2 separate regions of the Gossypium hirsutum genome follow, and region 1 is linked to region 2. The links are chromatin contacts, called in public Hi-C maps. All regions are on one chromosome and are shown on one strand. Each heading gives the region's core, a stretch centred on a gene start, on an enhancer-like site or on the middle of the called end of the contact. The rest is flanking DNA. Distances are from core to core; before and after follow the strand shown.

Region 1 (3,510 bases), core at 558-3,057, 540 kb after region 2:
TATAAACACAAAAACTATATATCTAAGTTCCAGAAATACATTCAATGTTCTAATAAATTGTATTTTATTCCTATTACCCCTAAATTAGGTTTCATATTAGTAGTGATTTAAGTTCTAATTATCATTCCTTGTCCAGACTGATCTGAGTTCCTGGTAACATCGTAATAGGGTAATACGCATGCAGTGCAGAGAGAAAAGAGTAACGACAGAATCTTTATCTAAAAAATTTGCAATGACTGGTTAAGACATCAAAATAACCTAAGAAGAATAAAAACTGAGTAGAAGCACGATAAGTTTACATTCCATTGAACTCGCCAAACGTCTATGATATATACAAAATATTCACAGTTTACAGCATTCCCAAGTTACCAAGTTGAAAATGTTATAATCCTCAAAATGATGTAAATGCTCTTAGTGAAAGATCTATTTGTTTCCAATTTATTTGAAGAAAAATGTAACAATATTTTATAAAATATTGGTAGAACATCTGCACCATTCATCTAAGTTCTAACTTACAAATATTTCTATAACCCGCATCTTTCAAATATATGAAATGGAAATGCATTTGAAATACATTAAAATGCTTGACAGATGAAACAACTTGCTCTAACTCTAACAAGACCATCAAAATAAAAAATTGCACTCAGCACTTGGACAATGGAGAATGTATGCCAACTCAGCTAAACGTGCACTGTCCTTTATGAGGCAGGTTCAGCAACAGGACTCACTGCCAACAGATGCAAATACCTCAACTTTTTCTATTAGTAACAAGCCTTGAAACATTCAGTAAGAAAAGATCACACTAAAAGAACAAAGCATTACCCAAACAAGGCAAACAATTTGAATTACTAATGCAAATGCAACAAAAATTAACAAAGCCAACCATTTGAATAATACTACGAGAAAGAAGAAACCCCCACTTACACAGAGATAAAGAACTAGACATCCGATAAAGGTTGCTATTAGCAGAGTCCAAAATTAGCAGCTCTCCACTGGGCAAAATCTCAACAGTGTGAGGTTCAACCCCAAGCTTACTTCCATCAAACACAGTCTCCACAGTGTATCCACCCTCAAACTTCATCATTGGACGGCCAGTAATTGCTATACATACATAAAATACCATGGAGATTACCACATCAGACGCTAATCTCAAAGCCAAAAAAAAAAAGAGGAAATGTGGGTTTTAATTCTAAATTCTAATAGTCGGAGATCTTAACCTGTTTTAGTGGTAGCTTTGAGTGACCATAACCATTTCATAGAAGCAGACACGGCATTAGAGAAAACCCCACTTACGATCTCTGCGGGAACAAAGAATCAAATTCATTTTCCATTAAAGCAAGGATTTATCTTAAATCTAGAAGCAGATCAAAATCAATGCGAGCTTTTTCATTTGTTAGGAAACTTACTTGCAGGTGAAGAAGTAGTAGGAGCTGAAGTGACACCTCCAAGAAGAAGCAAAAGAGCAATACCCAAGACCAACACATTTTTACCCATTGCCACTTTCACTCAAGCAAAAAAAAAAAAAAAAGAAAACCCAACAAAGAGCTCTTAGATATGTAAGGATATTCAAGCTTTACACATTGAGAAGAAATGCAAAACCCTATTCAGAATCTGGGTCTTTTGCAGGAAAGTGAATGAACACTTTGAGCTAGAGTAAAACAGTGTGCTTTTCAAATTTTTTTCCTAGTTTTTTTAATAACAATAGGAAAAGATGGTTCTTTTTCTTGGTTTCTTTTGAGACACCGTGAAGAGTAGAGTGGTGAGTAGAAGAAGAGGAAAGGGAAAGAGACAAGAAAAAGGGAGGAAAAGCAACAAGAAAATAATAATAATAATAATAAAGCAAAAGAGGTAAAGGGAACTCGCTGTGACAATGAAAGAGAGAGAAAATCAACGTGATGTGGTTATACCTGGATCTTCGTGTATTAGTACGGGATTAATGTATTTTCATGATTTATAATTATATTTAATATATATGTTAATATTTGATAGTATATACCTTTAAAAAAATATTTGATAGTATATAATTTTATATTATATCATGATTTATCATTTAAAGGAAATAAATTTATTAATAATGTACTTTAACCTAATGAGAAAACTTTCAACTTTTAAAAAGATATTAATCTCAAAAGGATTAATCATTGTAAATGGTAAGATGAAAATGAAAAATACATTAATTCAAAAAAATAAAGAAAATTTAATACATAAAAGTATATACTTTTATTATATCAAATATTAATTTTTAATATATTATATGTTTTTACTCTTTTTTAAGGAATATATTTTTACTTTTTTTATTAAAATACGCTTTTGTTGTAAATCTATTGATAAATAGATATCCATAATTCCCTTAAATATATTCTATCGTAACCCTTAAAGAATAAATGTCTATGACCCCTAAATTCATTATCTTATAACCCTTAAATCATTTATAGGGTATTTTAATGTTAGCTCTTAATGTTGGTCCTTACTGCTTTTTAATTTATGGTACTTGAAGCCCTATAAATATAGGGCATATACAAGCTTATTGTATCTTAAGTGAAAATTGAATCATTCTTTCATTTCTTTATTTTTTCTTTCTCTCTTAATCTTTACATTCTTCTTTTTAGTTTTATAATACGTTGTCAGCATGATCTTGCTCATAAATAAAAAATCTTATGTGTTGAAGATTACACTTATCCTCTATGATTTTTCATTTGAAGCTTTAGACGCAAGATGCAAAATTTTGAATGGAGTTTTTATTTTATGTTTCATATTTAGATTATTATTATTTTAATTCTTAATTAATTATGATTAATTTGTTTAATTTTTATATTTTAAGCATGTGAAAGTTTTGATCTCTATTTAGATCTTGATCAAATGCAATTTTGTGTCAACTTTTGTAGACTACTTGCAGTTTGCAACCTCTCCAACTCAGCCTAGACATTAAGCTCAAATTTGGATGATTATGTAACAACCCGCCTGATAAAACTTTAGGATACGTTTGGTTCACTATAATGGAATAAGGCTGTAATTGAATAGAGTTGTAATGAAATAGAGCTGTAATCAGTAGTTCAACTGTTTGGTTGAATGAAATGGAATAAAACTGTACTAGTATTATTGTGTTTGATTCAATGGAATGATGTTGTAATAGCATAAGGAAAAAAACTAAAATGATCAGAATACCCTTAGCAGAATTTTTGTTAGGTAGATGATTATTATTATTGTTATTAAATTTTAATATGATTATTATTGAAAATAATTTAATAAAAATAATAAATAATTTAACTATATTTTAACATAATTATTATTAAATATAATTTAATAACATTCTTAATATAATTATTATTATATGAATTTAAAAAATCAAAATATATACTACTATAAAAAATATATAATCTACTTTATTATTTTTAAATTGCAATACATATTTAATGTGCTAAAATATCATTAGTGAAACAAATAATTTAATTATTCTACAATAAAAAACAAAATATTAGAAGTAATAAATAACTTGAGAATTATATTTCA
Region 2 (4,009 bases), core at 678-3,177:
AATACCAATTACCTTACTAGGTGAATCGTTTCTCATGCACACAACTCCACCTTCAACCGAACTGTATGTGGAGAACCATTCTCTATTGGGACACATGTGGAAAGAACATCCCGAATCTAGGATCCACTCAAACGTGAGCTTAGATTTATCGCTCGTTGATACTAATAAGAAATCATCACCACTTTCATCGGCCAACTTAGCACCAGCTACATCTTCCTCGTTACTCTCAGCAACTCTTTTATTTCGCAGTTTATAACAATCTACTTTAATATGACCTATTTACAATAGCGACACCTTTTGTCTTATTTCTTTGATGCTACCAAGACGGAAGCTTGCTTGTCTGTCTTGCTATCCAAACCAAACTAATTGTCGAGTTTGTCTCTATTCAACAAATGACCCTTCACATCTTCGAACGAGAGTTTGTCTCTACCATAAATCAAGGTCTCCTTGAAAGACTTATATGAAGGGGGTAAAGAGCACAATAATAGCATAGCCTAATCTTCATCGTCAATATAAACCTCAATATTCTTTAAATCATTTTAAAAAGTAATGAATTAACTAATGTGATCTCTAAGAAGTTCACATTCGTTCATGCGAAACGTAAATAAACGTTGTTTCAACACTAATTGGTTAGCTAGAGACTTAGTCACATAAAGAGTTTCTAACCTTTTCCACAAGGTGGATGAGGTCTTCTCCACCAATACCTCCTACAATACCGTATTCACAAGGCACAACTAGATTGCAGAAAGGCCTTTTCATCAAGCTCTTCCCATTCAGTTTGATTTAAATTCTCAGGCTTTTTTTTCCAGTAACAACCTTTTTCAAGTCGGTTTGAACTAGAATTGCCATCATCTGAACTTGCCATAAATTGAAATTTGTCTCACCATCAAACTTCTCAATTTCAAACCTTGTTGCTGCCATCTCTGAACAGGCTGATCTATGAAAATTGAACTAGCTCTGATACCACTTGTTAGGATCGACCCGATTAAGCAACAAGTAAAAAAAATAGCTGAATAAATTGATAAATTGAACATACAAATTTAACGTAGAAAAACCCCTCCAAAGAGGATAAAAAACCACGGGCAAAGATAATTTTATTATAATGGCAAAAGAACGAAGAGTATAAAAGATGGAAATAAAAACTAAACCCTGAAAACCTGAAAACAAAGAACCCTCCAAACGTAAGCACAAAATTCTCTAAATGTGTTATGAGTTCTAATATCTAATGGGTGTATTTTCTAATATTGTAAAAGAGCCTATTTATAGGCTAAATTCATAGGTCAAATAATAATAAAATAATCTAAACTAATCAGTGTTTGATTAAAACAAATAAACAAAGTTTAACTAAAAGAATATTTTTCAAATTTGACTGAAATAAGAGTTATACTTAACATTCAATAATTCATTAATAAGGAAGTTTACCTTTAAATTGGGAAGCTATTAATCGTGAATATTTGACGGTCAAATTTTGAAATTAGAATTTGTATTTTGTAACGTGGATTTAGTATTTGTATTTTAATTTGATTTTTTTTTGAATTGGTTAATCTTAGTCTTAACCAAACTATAGCAGTTAAGTTTGTTTAGTTAAATTTTACTATTAGTATTATATTATGCGTAAAGTTATAGATTTAGTTTGTATTCTTTTTAGTTGAATCAATCTTAGTTGATATGTTTTTCGAATTTCAAAATTTCAGTCTTAATACAAATGACAATTATAATTTATTAATTGGTTTTTTCTGAGTAATATGGAAATAGTAAGTTGATATGACATTACACATATGATAATATATTTGAGGCATCAAATTTTGAAAATAGTATAACTTAATGAATTTAATAGTCACCATTTGGTTAAGACTAAAATTTTAAAATTCTAAAAGTAGAGGGATCGAAAATGACTAAATTAAAATATAAAGACTAAATTAAAATATAAGGGCTAAATCCACAACTTATGCATAATACAGATACTAATACTAAAATTTAACCATGAAAAAAACCAATATTGATTTAAAATACATAATATGAAATAATCAAGGACTACACTTGTAATACATCTAGAAAAAGAAAATTGAACTAAGAGGCCCGATACCAACCCTAGCACCCAAATTAACAATCAGTCACAGGCCCAAAAAAATCCAAAATTAAAAGTTCAACTCCATCCATTACAATCTATCACCCGAAAATGGCGTCTTCTTCGTGTTCGTTGGTCTCTATTCCCCCATCCTTAACTCCCGCCAAAATTCCAACCTCCACCATTCTTATCCTGCGAAACGCCGGCCTTATACTAAACCCGCCTTCTCCTCCTCTCTCTTTTCCAACCCTCTCTTCAAAACCCATCTCCGTAAAACCGTTCCTTAGCGTTCTCAGATCCTCGCATTCCCAAAAATACGTTTACCATGACCCTATCCCTAAGTTTGCTGAAGCCGTAAGTTTATACACTTGTATGTTTAGAAAAACGTATTATGGTTTTAAGCTCCAATGATAGATTTTCTTTTGATTATTTTTGTGGGTATTTGGTATAATAGGAGACCCAGAAGTTTAAAGCTGAGCTTTTCAACAAGTTACCCAAAGACAAAGACAAATTTGGTGATGACCTTGATTCTGTCATTGTCGTTTGCGTTGAGGTACTTTCCCTTTTTCTTTTTTCTTTTCTAGCAACGGCTAATTTCGATTAATTGTTAATATATTATGAATGGTTTTTGTTGAATTCAATGAGAGTTAAAGCATCACCTTCCAGCTCTATCCTTTATAAGCCCGACTCTTTTGCGTACACGAAAGCCCTGTAGCCAGCCGTTGCTTCCACCTTCGCTGTTTTTGTTACATGTTGCATATTCTTCACCGAACCTGCCAAAACTTGACATTGATAGTCTCGAACAATTATACTCAACACCACCTGTTCGACTGTTTGTTTGAACGGCTCCATCAAATTTAGTTTTGACTCTTCCCTCACTTGGCGGCTTCCAGCCCATGTTATTGCTATTCTGCTCCCTGATGCATTCTGATTGGTATTATGGTATCCCTCTTTGTATTTTCTGATAAAACTGCTGGTAGTTAGATTGGATTGACGGCCCTCGTGTAGCTTTGCGTTCCTAGTTCCAAAATCGCCCATGCTGTTATCATCCTCCATACTTCGATGACTTACTTGAAAGAATGTACCACTGAACAGAATTTTTTATTTTATTGGAGCCTTGTTTCATTCTCAAGAGTCAATACCCACGATTCATGGACGGAGTATCAAGTATGGTGGCTTAGTATTAATACATAATAAGATGGTTTCAGGTGTCAAAATTCATTCTTAGAAGACTTCAACAAACCCTAAGATGATCTTAGGATCTTGGAATGAGATAGGCCTACATGGTCTTTTGTATCGATGATGATAATCTCATTCCTTAGTATATCTTACATTTTACATCAAACAAATATGACACATTAATGTTAAAGTAAATCTTCAGAGTAATATGTTAGAGGATATCAGTAGAGCACAAGTGGCTTTACCACGCTTGATAACCTGAGAGGCTTCATCATGCTTGAAAGATGTTATTATTCTGTTGATGATAAAGCCGATGCAACATATGGTCCTAGAAGTGACATTATTTTGTGAACTGGGTATTATTAGTATGCAATGCTCTTTACTGTGAAAAACACAACCATCAATATTATCATTCACAGTAGCTGATTTCATCTGGCTTCCTTGTCATCACATCCAAATGGGTTTATACCGTTCCATTGTACACGATGTGATCAATGGTGATTGGTGATCATGTTCACTCACTAAGCCTCGCCTGTTAATCCCTGTAATCAGAGAATCATATAACAGTTTGAGAATAGTGGTTCACAGCCCTTTAGTCAAATCTTTCAATCCAAACAACATAATTTTAATTGCCTACTTTTGGTTGTTTATAGCTTTTATCAGCAATGATTTCTTCTAAATCGAACATTTTTGTCTCTTTAAGAGGCCTGCTTTTTGATTGAGCTGGAAATTGTTCAATAATTGACCCCAAAAGAATTATCT

What was found. Hi-C and Micro-C count contacts between places; a contact is called where the count stands out from the background.
Region 1: a Hi-C map of leaf shows a contact between it and region 2, with 4 times the contacts expected there. The contact joins the promoter of LOC107960332 here to the promoter of LOC107959973 in region 2. A contact is called at or near these places in 4 of 34 Hi-C or Micro-C datasets (cotyledon, leaf and seedling).

What each region holds. Positions count from the first base shown.
Region 1 is chrA05:75,353,187-75,356,696 of Gossypium_hirsutum_v2.1, forward strand. LOC107960332 reads right to left here and starts at 1,808. Exons shown (of 7, transcript XM_016896662.2): 1 at 1,407-1,808; 2 at 1,218-1,298; 3 at 925-1,101. The coding sequence starts at 1,494.
Region 2 is chrA05:74,813,314-74,817,322 of Gossypium_hirsutum_v2.1, forward strand. LOC107959973 (protein PLASTID REDOX INSENSITIVE 2, chloroplastic) reads left to right here and starts at 1,928. Exons shown (of 4, transcript XM_016896163.2): 1 at 1,928-2,422; 2 at 2,523-2,621. The coding sequence starts at 2,180.